Regions from separate parts of the Mus musculus genome. Here region 1 is linked to region 2. A link is a contact called in public HiChIP or PLAC-seq data. All regions are on one chromosome and are shown on one strand. The core of a region is the stretch at or near the end of the contact, and the rest is flanking DNA. Distances in the headings are between cores, read along the strand shown. Region 1 overlaps Arhgef10 (Rho guanine nucleotide exchange factor (GEF) 10). Region 2 overlaps Rasa3 (RAS p21 protein activator 3).

Region 1 (7,164 bases), core at 1,887-4,386, 1.4 Mb after region 2:
ACAGCCCCCCCCCTGCACCCCCACCAAGGCACCCCAGCTGCCTCAGGGGCAGGGTCCTGGGCAGGGGACGTGCATTCCTTGTGTCTGGATTACAAGCTCTACGTGGAAGGTCCCTGCTTCTTTGTGACCTGAGTTCAATCGCAGTGATCTACCCAATGTGCTAAGGCCAGAGTTACGCAGGAAGCAGAGGTGTCTGTCGATCCAGACTTCCTCCTCCAGTGATGCCTGACTGTGCAGGGTGTGTGTGGGTGGACGGGTGTGCATCTCAGAACCCTGAAGACCATGCCAGCACCGAGACTAGTGGGCAGCAGCCTTCTTCAGCATCCCAGGAAGTGTCCCTGTACCCAGCCTGAGCTCCAGAGTGAAGCAGACAGCCCCTGTGGGGGTGGCAGTGCCGGCCACAGAGTCCATTCTCCGTGCGAAGGCATCTAGGAAGACTGTCCCCAGGGCCGTCCAGTGAACATCAGACAGACCGTGCACAACATGAACCCACAGAGAGGAGTCTGGGGGCCAGGCCAGTGCTAGCGTCTCAGGGCACATAGAGGAAGCTGTGTGTTGGCATGGCAACAGCGTAAGTGAACACACAAAGAGGACTCAGGGGCCCGCCTCCTCCTCTGCCCACACAGAGTTGACTGTTATTACCTGAGATGCTGGGGTTGGGCTGAGTGGGTGTTGTCGGGTTGGACGGAGGAGAATTTGCTAAGCTATAGTCTTGAATACAGAATCCCTAAGGAATCTGGGACAACACTGGCAGATTAAAAAAATCAAACAAAACATCAACAACAACAAGAAAACCTAAAATTCAGCAAGGTCGGAGGTTACAAGATCAATATCCAAAAATCAATCTAGTTTGTGTGTGCCAGCATCAAGCAGCCTGAAAAACAGGCCGAGGAGACAAGGTTGGGAGACATCCCCATACAGCTCCTAACCTGGGTTCTGCCACCACAGACAAGCAAAGCCACTCCTACCCTGGAATCTTCCATTGAAATGAGATACAGTTAATGCAGGCTGTAGCTTAGCTCAGCCCAGCTCTTCTGGGAGCATCTGTGTGGGTGTGGGTTACTGCAACCTTGGCAAGCCTGTTGCCTCTGCGATTGATGGGTCATGTGCTGCGCACCCTTGTTCTCTTAGGACACAGAGCTATGTCTGTCCCCGTCTCTCCCCTCACCCCCACCCCTGAGCATTTTAAGTTGTTGAGATTTAGAGAGGCAAGATTGATGCTGACTGTGAATTACTTGACTTTCTGTGGTGCTGTTACGCCGCACCTTGGCTTGGCTTTGGCCTCTACACCCCCTCTGGTCTCAAGATGACCGTATAGCTGAGGTGTGCCAGCAAGGCCTTGTGCGGTAACGATGCCGTGAGGGTGCCCATTGGGGAATGAGTGCCCTGTGGGCAGGGCTGCTTGCTTCAGGCAGGGCTCAAGGGAAGCAACCCTAGGACTGTTACGTCTGAGGGAGAGCGGCAGGCTTTATCTGGATTGGAGAGAAGGACCTCCTCCCAGGTACCCACGGCTGTGCTGCTCAGTGGGCTGGGTCTCCTTAGGGATCTAAGCCAGCAGCCATTCGCCCTGTAGCCCCTTTCATGTTGTGTTGAGTTTGTTCTCTCAGCTTGTGAAGGTACCATGATAAAAGGCAAGTAGCGTTGGGTTCTGTGAGTGACTTGCCTGCTCGGGGAAGCCTCAAGAGCGTTGTGCCCACGGGTGCTATTCTGTGGCTGTGAACGGAGGCCACTGCTCTGACAGTCACGGGTTTGATCTCTACCCAGACCCCATGATCCCCAGGAGTGACTCAGCCTAGCCCCGCCGTGTGGCATCTTTGCCCTCAGCACTGTTGTAGACTCTGGCTGTACCCCTCGATACCCTGTGTGACCTCATTTCCTCCATTCCCCCAGAATCAGCTGGAGGCCCACCAAGATGAAGGGATGGTCATCTCCCACATGGCTGTGGCTGGCGTTGGCATCTGGATTGCCTTCACCTCGGGGTCCACCCTCCGCCTCTTCCACACAGAGACCTTGAAGCACCTGCAGGATGTCAACATTGATGCCCCTGTGCATAGCATGCTGCCAGGTACTGCCCCCAGGAAGGCAGGGTTCTAATGTCCTTGTCCCTCATACAGCCTGCAACCGGGTCCCTCAGAAGGAAGGGGAAAGGGCAGCAGATGTTCAAGGGACATCAGCTGCTAAGGCACACATAGCCAATGTGGACCATAGCCCCTGGGTGTTCACATGTGCCCTGTGTGTATAGGCGCACAGCTACTGTGTGTAGTACTTGGCATGGCTTCATGTGTGAGCATGTATATGAACATGTAGCCTGTAAAGACAGGTATACATCCTGTCTACAAATATAATGAAGACTGCATTAATGGCCACAGTGGACCACATAGTGGCACCAGAGGCAAGACCGGGAAAAATAAATCGTCCTAAATATATCCATGGCCAATAGGAATCACTGAAAACTTTGAACAGGGAGAGGAGAGAGGCCATGCCAGGGTGGATTTGGGGAGGATGGTCTTGTAGGGAGAGGCTCAAGTGCATCTTGCTGGCCCTTTGTCCACAGGGTTCTGCCTAACAGGCTGCAGGGGGAGCGTGGGAGAAAGATGGGAACAGTGAGCACAGTAATGGGCGGAGTTAGAAAGTAAGTGATGGGCGTGGGGGCGTGGCCACTTGTCAACTCATGTGTTGGATAGCGTTTGCTAAGCCATTCCAGGCGCCTTGGAAAAGCATAACAACAACTCAGGGGTCATGATGCCGACATGAGGAGTGATGGGGAGGCAGAGAGGCAAGACAGGTGCCAACTGATAAGATCTGCTGAGACCTGAGGACACAAGGCATCTAGGGCTGCTGACCAGCATTTCCCTGTGGGATTGGCCGCTGACCGTTTTTTTTTTTTTTTTTTAGATAATTGTAGGCTATTTTATTTCGTTAGGAATATGGAGGGTTTTTTTTTTAAATACATGTTATTTTTAGAAAACAAAAGTGATTCAGCATCAAGGCTGCCCCCCGCCCCCAGCATGCTTCTGTGGATCATCTGGACAGGTGTTTGCTGTTGGCATCTGTCCTCGCCCTTAGACAGAAACCGTGTCAGAGTCACCAGCCGCCAGCACATGCTTGCATCCGGCCAGAGAATGCCCTGCACTCTCTATTGACATGGGAAGGGACAGGAGTTAGATTGTTCTGGGGCCCAGATCCTGACTCTGGTGCCCTGTGGCCTCCAGGGAAGCAGCTGTGGTTGCCATGGTTCCTGGAATCCTGAGAACCAACCACAGGAATGTGTGGGGTCACACAGTGCCTCCATCTGAGGGCAGGGGAAGGGGTGGGTGGGTGAGGGTGGGGGCTGCCTTGTGTTCATCTGCCTGCAGTTTCTGTCAGAGACTGGGAGAAGGAGGCATTGGCCAGTGAGTGAAGTGTGTGTGTGTGTGTGTGTGTGTGTGTGTGTGTGTGTGTGAGTGTGTGTGTGTTTATGAAAATAATCCTCGTACATGATACAGTGCAATGGAACAGCAAGACCATCAGGTGAACAGTGAGGCAGCTGTGAGGCTCTCCATCTTGCCGACCCTCTGTTAACTGGTGTTTCCCATGACCTCGGTGTGTACCTAATTTAAAAAAAATGACCTGTGGGCTGCTCTCCTCTGTCCGGCTTCCGAGCAGATCCACTGGCAATCCTTGCTACTGACTCAGGCCAGCAGGGTGCGTACGAACGTGCGAGGGCACACTTGCCCACTTCCTCTCCCCTGCCTGGTACTGACCCGGTGTGGGTACAGGCTCCTCCCTCCCAGGCAGGCAGCCAGTGCTGACTGGGAAACACTGACTAACCGGCCGGCTCGGGTGTGCAGTGTTCTGTCTGTAGCTGAGGTGCACTGCAGGGCACTCTTGTGTTTCTTTCCGCTCGCCTGTAGCCATGGCTGCCCCTCCTCAGCCTCCTGCTCTGCTTCCAGTTGGCCAAGCATTGACTGTTCCCAACCTTCCCTACAAAGCCTGGCCCTCCTTGGCACCACCAGATTCATGGGACTGTTTTCCATTTTCCAGAGGCCCACCCACCTCACCGATCAAAGGGCATGCCAGAGTCTCTTGAAAGTGTTATGGTTTGAATATAGCACTGCCCCTTGACAGCCTGTGGGTTTAAGGTTAGGGACAGTTGGACCATGAGGGCTCTGGCCTAATCCAACGGTGGCTTCATACTTCAATGGTGTTGAGAGGTAGAGGAAACTAGGAAATGGGGTGTAGTTAGAGGAGGCGTGTTGCTGGAGGAATGCCTTGGACACATGCCCCCCACCCCACTCCTCCACACAGCTCCTAACCTTTCTCAGCTATCATGAGATGAACAGCTTTCCTCCACACACCCTTCTGTCATATGCTGGCTTGCCAGCAGCATAGAAGCCATGGAACTACTGAAAGCATGGGCCGGAGTCATTTGTCCTTTTAAGTTGCTAATGTCAGGTATTTGGTCACAGCCGTGGACGATGGACTGATAGAAGTCATGTTGGACACAGCAGGGGTGGGGGAGACCCTCTGTCACAGATTTTGATCTGCTTCTGTGTAGCTCGTTGTGCTTCTTATTCGTGTGTGGGTGGGACAGACAGGTGTGTCAGACCAGAATGGACTGGGAAGCCTGGGGCTGAAGGGAAGACATTCTGCAGTGTCTTGTGCCAGCTATTAAGTGGCTTCCACTCCACCTTTGGGAGGCCTTATCAGGCTCTCAGCCTCCAGTGTTCTTCCAGTGGTCTTGTGGAGCTATCCCCAGCCTGGCCACTAGGGAAGACTAACCCAGTCGAACTCTGCCTGAACGAGAACCCCCGTTCTGTCTCCCATGTCCAACAGTAGTTCCTAGCATCCCAGAACATGCCTGGTGGGCTGTCTGATCTCTGGCACACACACACACACACACACACACACACACACACACACACACACACACACACACAAACGCTGTGGTTTAGATAGAATAAAGACAGTGTTTCAGAGCAGTGTTCACCGCAGCCTGAGTGTTTGAGCCACTAATGTACTACTGCGCGCAGAAAGTGCCCACGCAGGCGTGTGTGGAAACAGCACAGGCAAGCGTCTTTTCATGTCATTGTAAAAACCCAACTGGGTCCTGCTGATGGAGACACACTGAGCCAAAAAGAACAAAATTTCGAGAAAAAAAAAAGATGCTGTAACCATCAGAACTTAATCAGAGCACTCTCCTCTAAGACCACCCTGTGGACCACATGAATTGGGGTCTCAGAAGGTCGCCTTCCCCTTCCTCGTAGAATTCAGTTCTGAGGCCGTTCGGCACAGGCTCCTAACGTAAACCACCACACTGTGCACTCTCGGCCCAGCAGTAGACCTTAGCCAGGGGCAGGCGTGGGACTCAGCGAGCAAAGAAACAGAAGGTGTGGCTGCAGTGTGGGAAGGCCCCAGGCAGCCCCGGGGTTGCTGCACAGGTGTTTCCTGTCCTGTCCTCTGAACTCAGAGCAAGCAGAGAGGGGTGACAGAGGTGCTGGGCCACACTCAACCTCCTGTGTCCCCGTGGAGCGGATACAGCGTCCAGAAGTGATGCAGTCAAGTCAAAGGGCCAAGTTTCCTATTAAAAAAAAAAAATGAGTGTGAGTCTTCTAAGTGCCACGGCCCTAGTCATCAGGGGGCTGTGAGTTATCTTGTGCTCATGGCTATGTGTGGATGGGGGACTGTGAGTTAGCTTGTGCTCATGGCTATGTGTGGATGGGGGCTGTGAGTTAGCTTGTGCTCATGGCTATGTGTGGATGGGGGCTGTGAGTTAGTTTGTGCTCATGGCTATGTGTGGATGGGGGCTGTGAGTTAGCTTGTGCTCATGGCTATGTGTGGATGGGGACTGGATGGGGGCTGTGAGTTAGCTTGTGCTCGTGGCTATGTGTGGATGGGGGCTGTGAGTTAGCTTGTGCTCATGGCTATGTGTGGATGGGGGCTGTGAGTTAGCTTGTGCTCATGGCTATGTGTGGATGGGGGCTGTGAGTTAGCTTGTGCTCGTGGCTATGTGTGAATGGGGACTGGATGGGGGCTGTGAGTTAGCTTGTGCTCGTGGCTGTGTGTGAATGGGGAACTGGATGCAGGCACACACACAGCTGGCACTTGGGCAGCATCTCTCTGGGCAGCTGGGGGGTGACCCGGGCAGCCAATGGCCAGTTCCTGGAACAAGTTTGTATTTAGTCCCTAAATAAAAAATAGGAAATAGCAGCATCTGGGGCTCACTTGCTTTCTTCCTATTATTAAGGCCCTTTTTTTCTTAACGACATGGGGCAGTGTTTGGGGATCGTGTGTGAGGCCCTGTTACATCGCCCCTAGGCACCCTTTATCTCTGCATCCATGCAGGGTTTCTGTCTCCCAGCTTCCTGCCCTTCCCCTCTAGGTCTCATCCCACTGTAAGACACTACCATGTTAGTCTCTTCATTCTCCTGGGGAAACACACTTCCGACAGAAGGGGCAGCTTTGAAAAGGCAATGGAACACTTCCCAGATTCCTACTATACTTAAGATAATGTAGGTGTAAAAGTGAAATTTCTCTGAAAAAAATACACACACACACACACACACTGTTTACATGTGGGAGAATCGAAGAGAGAATGAAGGATACAAGATATATTTCTGGATGAACAGAAATATCTAGCGACTCTTTCATCCTTCGTGCTTTGATGATAAGTCATTTTTAGAAGCTACCAAATGAGATGACATTACACACATGAGAAGCCCGGTTTACCTGTTAATTGTCTTTGAAGTGAGATTGTTCACAGCAAAAGTATTTCACAGGCATCTCTAAAAGCCCAGATGAACACTCTAAAAGCCATGAATTCAAAAATTCTTCCTTGTAGAAAAAGTAAAGGAAAGTATGTCTCCCAACGCAAAACCTTTTAGGAGTCAGAAGAGCGCAACCGTGGCAGGCTGTGATTTGTGGAGCTTTGCGTGCAGTTGATTGGCAGCCTGGGTCCGTGGGCGTGGCTGGTCCTCAGGCCCCTGCGCAGAGCACAGCTGAGACCTTGGGGTGAGGATGTATCTATCCTCCGAGGTTCCTAAATCTGTCTTAAAAAGGAAGTGCCCACAGACTCACTGGAACTTTCCATCCTCCCATCTGTTTTCCTGGCTCAAGGCAGGGCGACAGGTGGAGGAAGTGGCTCCAGTATGTTGGGGTCGACTCACACAGCAGTCAGCAGTAATG
Region 2 (7,215 bases), core at 2,236-4,735:
AATAATAAGAAAACGTCCACCAAGTCTCCAGTCCCGAAAGGAAGAATTGGAAACCCAGTAAGTCCCCAAATCTTGAGTTTAAAGTACAAGAACTGTGGCGTTGTGTGTTTAATAGTCATGGGCTTTGCTCTTCAACTGAACCCTCAAGATGTGCCTTCGCTGAGTTGGTGCGGGGATGTTGAGTTATGGCACCATATTACCAGTGAGGAGCTCAACAGGGAAACACAGTATACGGAGATGTCTCGGAAGGTGGCATCTACACTAATTCCTGACCAAGCCTACGTGGGCAGCTTGGGTCCCACTGCTGCACTGAGGGGTGGGGTTGCTAACCTTCCCTTTTCATCTTTACTGGACAGCTGAAGGCGGCTAGGTGTGTCCAGTGGCCACGGCAGGATTAGTCTCTGACCCCCTTTTCTCAGGATCACTCTCCTATATCTTTATTGCAAACAGACTTTTTCTCTTGGCTGAGGCCTCCTTACAGCTCCTGAAACACAGCCACCACACTCAGGGTAGCGAGATGAAGGCTCAGCCAGTAGCCAGCCGGTTGTCAGTTTCACTGTGGGGTGTTCCTCTGTATTAGGACACAGCACAAGGCCTTAACTGTGGTGGACAAGTCTCTGTTCTTTGTAAGTTGCCTGGCCTCGGGTATTTTGTTACAGTAACAGAAAAACATGGTGGCATTCTTAATCACCAGAGCTCACTTCTACTTGCCCAACCACATGGAAGACTCTCCAAGACACAGCTTGAGTCCCTCGTGGAGGGAGAGGGGGCGCCTCTGAGACCTGAAAGCCATCTTGTTATAGTGGAGTAGCACTTGATAGAAGGAGAGGAAGCAATGAATCTGTCTTGTATATTTAGGGGCATGATATGAAAGGGCAGGTCTCAACTTGGTGTACAGTGCCAGGGTGGAGCCGACCTGAAGTCTGAATGCAAAGTGGAATGTGTCTATCTACATTCCCCTGGAGCCACAGATAGCTATAGAGCCTGCTACCCTTATAGAGGTGCTGCCGAGTGCTCTGCTGCTAAGTCCAGGGATTAACTCTAGCTAGGAGTGACCTCATGTGTCCATACCCACCCACGTGACCTCACTGTTGTTGCTCCAGTCCCCCTGCATGTCTGCTCATTTCTATTTCTAGCTCTGGAAAGCAGGGCCCCCTTCTCAGCTGAAGTGTGGTATGAAGTATGAAGTATTAGTAGGAAGTACGATTGAGTAAGTCAGGCTACCTGCAGGAGCTGCACATCACGCCCGGGGTGGGTAAGCATCAGCTCCAGGGGGGCAGGAGGGATGAGAGAGGCCACCTCTGGAGAAACGCAGTATGTCCTCAGTTCCCCAGGTGACTTACCGTGCAGCGAGTTTGTGGCAGACGACACCAGTGTCCGTAATGACCTCACTTAGTCTCAGCTCCAGGTGGACCTTGCCCTGTAAGGCACAAGGATGGTGTCACAAGCAGACAAGGATTGTGGGAAATCTGTGGCCCTTCAAGTGGCTGGTACTTGTGCCAGAAGGTGCCAGACCTAGAAACTCAGACTTGGAGAGGTAATGGGCTTAAAAGCATAAAAAAAGGACATGTGGACACGCAGACATGTGGCCCCTAGGAATGCTACGAATGCATATGTCCAGGGCATGTTATAGTGAGACCCAGCAGGAAAGACTCTCCCAAGAGGGCTGCGATCTCCATGGGGAGGCCAGAGCATTCAAGTCTCATTCTCCATGAAGTTAATTTTCATGAATGCTTCTAGAAGGGTGACAGGTAGCTGGCAACCCCAACCTCCTTTGTTTATCTCTACACAGTCACACCATGAGGATGAAGAGGGAAAGGCATCAGGAGAGTAGGCCCTGCTCCTTAGCAGTATCCACGTGGGATGTAGGACCTCCCGTGAGATGTGGGACCTCCCGTGGGTTAAGTGCACACAAATGTTAATCCAAGATGCCTGTCATTAGAGAAGGGGAGGCTAAACCAGAAAGTCTCCACGGCCTCTTGCGTAGCTACACTTGGGTGGTTTGCTTTCTGTGACTGCGGGTGTGAAATCCCCACATGAAATGCTTTCAGGAGTGTGAAGATCACACCAACATTCTCACATGTGAGAGGATCACACCTTTGGGCTCCTGAGCCTTCAAACAAGGCCTTGCCTAGGAGAGCCCAAAACTGATACCTTAGTTCACAGTAAAGACATCATACCTGTCTGTCACTGTGAGCTAGACTTTCACCTTATCAAGTGTCATTCTGTGGGGAGCCCCTCAGGGACTCCTCAGTGACCTCAGTTAGGTGTAGCATCCCTTCAAAGACAGTCATGAACTATTACCCTACTAATAGAGAGAGTAGCTACACTTGGGTGGTTTGCTTTCTGTGACTGTGAAATCCCCACATGAAATGCTTTCAGGAGTGTGAGGATCACACCAACACTCTCACATGTGAGAGGATCACACCCACGCTCTCCCGTGTCTTCCTTCTGAAAGCCTTTCCCTTAACCTTTGTGCTTAATTCTATATTCAAATATCTTCATTAAATCCCAGCGCTAGTTCATACTAGCCAGTCCTGAAACGAAATCCTCTTTTGCATCGACGCCACAAATCCTGATTTGACTTGAACTGAGGTCTCTAAATGTCTAGGGACACTCTTTCAGGCTTCTGAGGTGACAGTGAGTTCTGGATCTCCTGCCTTTGCCACCCCAAAATGCTGACATAAGGCGTCTGGGTTGTCTTGGTCAGTTTGACACAAAGTTAGAGAACTACCATTGAGAAATGTCGCCACAGGACTGGGCTGTAGGCAAGCCTATGGAGCATTTTCTTCATCATTGATTGATGGAGGAGGGCCCAGCCCACTGTGGGTCATGCCATCCCTGGGTCTGGCTGTCCCCGACTGTCCCAAGAAAACAGGCTAAGCAAACCATGAAGTGCAAAGAAGTAAGCGGCATCCCTCCATGGCCTCTGAACTGGCTCCTGCCTCCAGGTTCCTGTCCTGGGTGATGAACTGCACATGGTAAGGTAGAATAAACCTATTCCTCCCCAAGTTGCTTTCTGCCATGGCATTTAATCAAAATAATAGGAACCGTAACTAAGACAGAAGGACCATGAAGGTGGGTACCAGCTCTCCCCACGCCGTGTCCCTGCCCTCGGCTGTTTAGTGATGAGGAAACCTCCAAACACTAAGAGGCACAATATCGAGTGAGTTTTGTAGCTCCATATTCCATGACTGTTGGAGCTTGCCGGGTGCTGCAGTGGCCATCCCCGGCCCCTGAAGTTGGCCTTACCACCAGCAGGCCATTTTTAGGACCCAGCTGTGAGCTGTTCAGATGGATGGAGCTCATTTCATCTTTTAGCCTCTGAAAGGCAGAAGCACTGGGGTGAGGTAGATGACCCCACCTCCCACAGCTGATGGCAGCTGCCTTCCTGTTTCCTGTTTTTCCCACACACTAGCGGTGCCCCCAAGACTCAGCACAAACACTCCTCACTAGGGCGGCTCCCACCTCAGTGAGCAGCGGCTTCCGTTTCTAGAGGTCTGGGAGAGGCCAGGAGGAGGTGAAACAGCCGCCACCGCCATGACCCCTCTGCACCATGAAGGTGCTCTAGGCAAGCCTGTGGCCAGAAGTCTCTCTGGTTCTAGCCCTGCACATGATGGGCGTTGCCTATGGGGAGAGGTGTCAGGGTGGAGGCTGGGAGGGGCCTCTTGCCCTGTGGTCAGGTGGTGCACAGCAACCCATCAGGTTTACACCTGTGTTTCAGCCCTCAGAGTCATACTTTCTGTTCCCAGGTCCCATATCTTGGTTCAGTTAGCTCCTACAGCACAGGGTCAGGTGCCTTCCGTCTCTTCAAGACCTGCTGAAGGACAGACAGGTGGCTCCGAATTCACTCTGATCCGAGAGAGAAACATTATTTCATGGCCTGGAAAGGAAGTGCCACAAGTCTTCCCTCCAGCCTTGAGATGAATATCAAGAATGTCCGAGAACAGAGGCGGTGACAGGTGGCCCGGTTCCACTGTATGAGGTCCTGAGAGGAGCTAATCGGAGTTCCTAGACCTTGTCACACAGCAGGGACTACCCTACTGAGTTCGCTGGGGACAAGGGAAGTACCTTCAGCATCATTCATCAGATACATGGGGGGAAAACCAGAGTCCACTCTCAGCACTCACGGGACGGACTAGAAACTGGTAACCAAAAGAAACCCTCCAAATACACGAAGATTACGACTTCCAAATATCACTCTGGTTAGAGAAGTCTTAAGGCAAATTTAAAAGTATTTTTAAATAAATGAAAATGAAAGTACAGCTTAGCAGGATTCGTGGGATGCATGTTCTGGGAAGGAGAAAGACCCGGAATCAGTAAATTAGGACAGAGTTATCCTCCGAAAGCAGAAATAACCAAACACACACACACACACACACACACACACACACACACCAAAAACAGCAAAATCTGAAAAGCAGGAAGTGAGAGGAAATCAAAACCCCAAACAGATCCGCTGAAGAGATCGTTGAAGCGATAGACCTGTAGTCAGGTTACCCAAACAAAAAGAGAAAGACGCAACTTCCCAAGACCTCAGTGAGGGTGTGTCCAACCTGAGCATGCAAAGGAACGCCGCCTGTGCAGCAAGCGGGTTGTGGCCCACTTAACACCGAGGGTGTGTACTTTGGGAAACAATGACTGCCAACGCTGTTATGAAGGGGGCTGTCAAGGCTCCAGGAAGATGGACACAGCTCAGATCTCTGCTTAGTGTCCCCAAAAACTTAACTGGTAACAAAATTTCGAATGTATTGCTGCCTCATGAAACTGAGAGGACTCCTGGCCAGGTCATCATGAGAGGGTGGCTCCTTAAGGGACACTCCCCTCTAAACCATCCCTACCAGCCTGAGTGGTCACTAGGCCAAGGCAGGGAGAAATGTGGAGATGGCTCTAGGTGAGATTTGTGTAGCCAAGACCGGATGAGGCACGCACAAAACAAACAAACAAACAAACAAACAAAAGCAAACAAACCCAGAGGCAGGACTGGGCCAGGGAAGGAAGTCAACACTTTTCTCAGCTCCCATGCTTTCAAAAACCCCAGAGAAAAAAGTGGCCCTTGACCATGGGCAACCACTGGCAACCTTTTATATGATCTGACACTAAAGACACACTCCCAAACACTCTGGGAGAGGTGGCATGCCCACCCCTTCTCTGACCAAGATGGTATTTGCCTGTATGAATGGCAGATCTAGGGTGACATACCATATGTCCTGAATACATTACATGTCCATAACCAGTTCAGAAACACAGATATGGGGTGTTGCAGTAGGGGAGGGGCCAGTGCCATCCTTCTCCATACCATTCAGAACCAGAGGATGCTGGAGGCTGTGGGGCGCCACGCCAGCTGCAGCCCCTGCCTTCCTGACAGGGCCATCCCCGTAGCTGACGAGTCTCTGTGAAGGGAGCAGCAGAAGTGGCTGGTTCTATATAATAAAGCGGCTCATCAAAGACCTCTGAACAGCGTTGGTTCCAGAAGGAAGCAAGACATTTAGCTGTCTTTTTCTCCACTTCTAGTGACACATGGTTTCTCTTGTGGGCCCCGTTCCCTCTGCTGTAATGTGTGATTCCTTCCCACAAATTACAAAACAGGTGGATCCAAGAACCCAAATGCCACTCTCTCTGCCCTTCTAGAAACTGTAAATGTGACATTTTCAAAACAAGCCACAGCTGCGGAGCAAAGATGGCGGTTACCATTTAAAGGTCAGGCTAAGGGGAGGTGCCGCCTCCCTATCTCGGCCACTGTGAATGAAGTTCTAGTGTCACACTCACCAGAGAGGGACCGAGTCCTACAGAGACCTACTTATCCCTCAGCCCAGCAACAGCAGCGAAGACTTATTTTTTTTTAATTATTTTTTTTTGAGATTTATTTCTTTTTACGTATGTGGGGATTCTGCCTGCATGCACTACTGTGTGTCACGTGCATGCAGTGCCTGCGGTAGCCAGAAGAGGGCGTTAAATCTCCTGGAACTGGAGTTATAGTTGGCTGAGGACTACCAAGGGGATGCTGGGCTTTCTTTAATTATTGCTCCATTTCTCCAGCCTTTTCAATTGCCTTTCAGGATCCTAGGTCTCAGACGACTAGAGGGCTGAGGTCAAGATCTATTTTCACTGACATACACGCCAAGCTTCAAGGAAAAATTGAGCTGCCCCAATGATGCCTTAGTCACCTTCCAGCATTGAGAAGAAATCCCCCTCCAGACATGAGATTGACATATGCATCTATACCGATAGCTTTGTGGTGATAAAATGGTTCTGAATCTTGATTGTAGTAGCTGTGATACAAATGTGTACAAGGGCTAAAGTTGCAAAGACATCTACTAGCCCAGCAGTATCAATAACTCACATGGTTAACAGGTATGTAAAATGTGGTTCAGGCCCCCAGCCTAAGGAAGGCAGGGATCCTGACACAGTACAACATTCATGGACCTGTGATGTAACACTCGTCTAACGAGACCGTCCCAAGAGATGAACTCACCTGAGTTCTAAGCAAAGTCGCTGCCTACCCACCCACCCACGCCCTCACTCCTGGCCCAGTGGAGTGGTAGATTCTGAGCCTGGGAACCTGGGTTTAATGGGTTGAAAGAGATCTGGAGAAGGGTAATGGCAAAGAACACAGGAATGCCCACGATGGCACTGAGCTGTACTTAGCAATGGTTAGAGTGGCAAGGTTTATGAGACACTAAAATCCCTGAACAGTGTGTGCATGAACTGCATGCGTGTGCATGTGTGTGTGCATGTGTGTATGCATGTGTGTGCGTGCATGTATGTGTACATGCATGTGTGTGTGTATTCTTGTGCATGTGTGTGCACATGCGCATACAGATGCTTGTGTACCTGTGTGTGCATGTGTGTGTATGTATATGTACATGTATGTGTGTGCTTGCGTGTGCATGCGTGCTTGTGCGTACACTGGTGAGATCAGACAGAATAAGTACACAGTCATGTGACCTGTACCAGCCACGCCTGGGTGCTCACAAATGTTATCCCTCTGAACCGGTAAGCCAGCCCCAATCAAATGTTGTCCTTTATAAGACTTGCCTTGGTCATGGTGTCTGTTCACATCAGTGAAAACCTAACTAAGACAGTTAGAAAGGCCAGGCTAGGGGGGCTTTAGACGGGGAAAAAGATAACATCCAAACTTCCTGGCAATATTCCTGTGGACTTCTGTTTGCAGCGTCCTGTGAACCTGCAGCCATTTAAAAATTCAATGCCTAA

The links. HiChIP or PLAC-seq counts read pairs in DNA pulled down with a chosen protein or histone mark.
Region 1: a contact with region 2 is called in an H3K27ac HiChIP or PLAC-seq map of thymic regulatory T cells, with 5 times the contacts expected there. The contact joins two enhancer-like sites. A contact is called at or near these places in 1 of 39 promoter capture datasets (pre-B cells), 1 of 15 datasets of contacts at CTCF or cohesin (large pre-B cells) and 3 of 115 datasets of contacts at active chromatin or transcription factors (large pre-B cells, pro-B cells and thymic regulatory T cells).

What each region holds. Positions count from the first base shown.
Region 1 is chr8:14,989,170-14,996,333 of GRCm38.p6, forward strand. Arhgef10 (Rho guanine nucleotide exchange factor (GEF) 10) reads left to right here. Exons shown (of 29, transcript NM_172751.3): 27 at 1,891-2,065. It overlaps Gm35149 (a long non-coding RNA gene), which reads right to left. Exons shown (of 2, transcript XR_001778521.2): 1 at 6,709-7,164; 2 at 4,965-5,560. Among named protein-coding and RNA genes, the nearest start is that of Gm35149, 3.8 kb to the right of the region's middle. Within about 2 kb of position 3,137, at least 273 of the 459 cell types and tissues checked have an H3K27ac peak or open chromatin away from gene starts, as enhancers often do. A contact at or near this core is called in thymic regulatory T cells, where this site is marked.
Region 2 is chr8:13,596,871-13,604,085 of GRCm38.p6, forward strand. Rasa3 (RAS p21 protein activator 3) reads right to left here. Exons shown (of 24, transcript NM_009025.2): 5 at 1,344-1,420. Among named protein-coding and RNA genes, the nearest start is that of Gm34795, 17 kb to the left of the region's middle. Within about 2 kb of position 3,486, at least 135 of the 459 cell types and tissues checked have an H3K27ac peak or open chromatin away from gene starts, as enhancers often do. A contact at or near this core is called in thymic regulatory T cells, where this site is marked.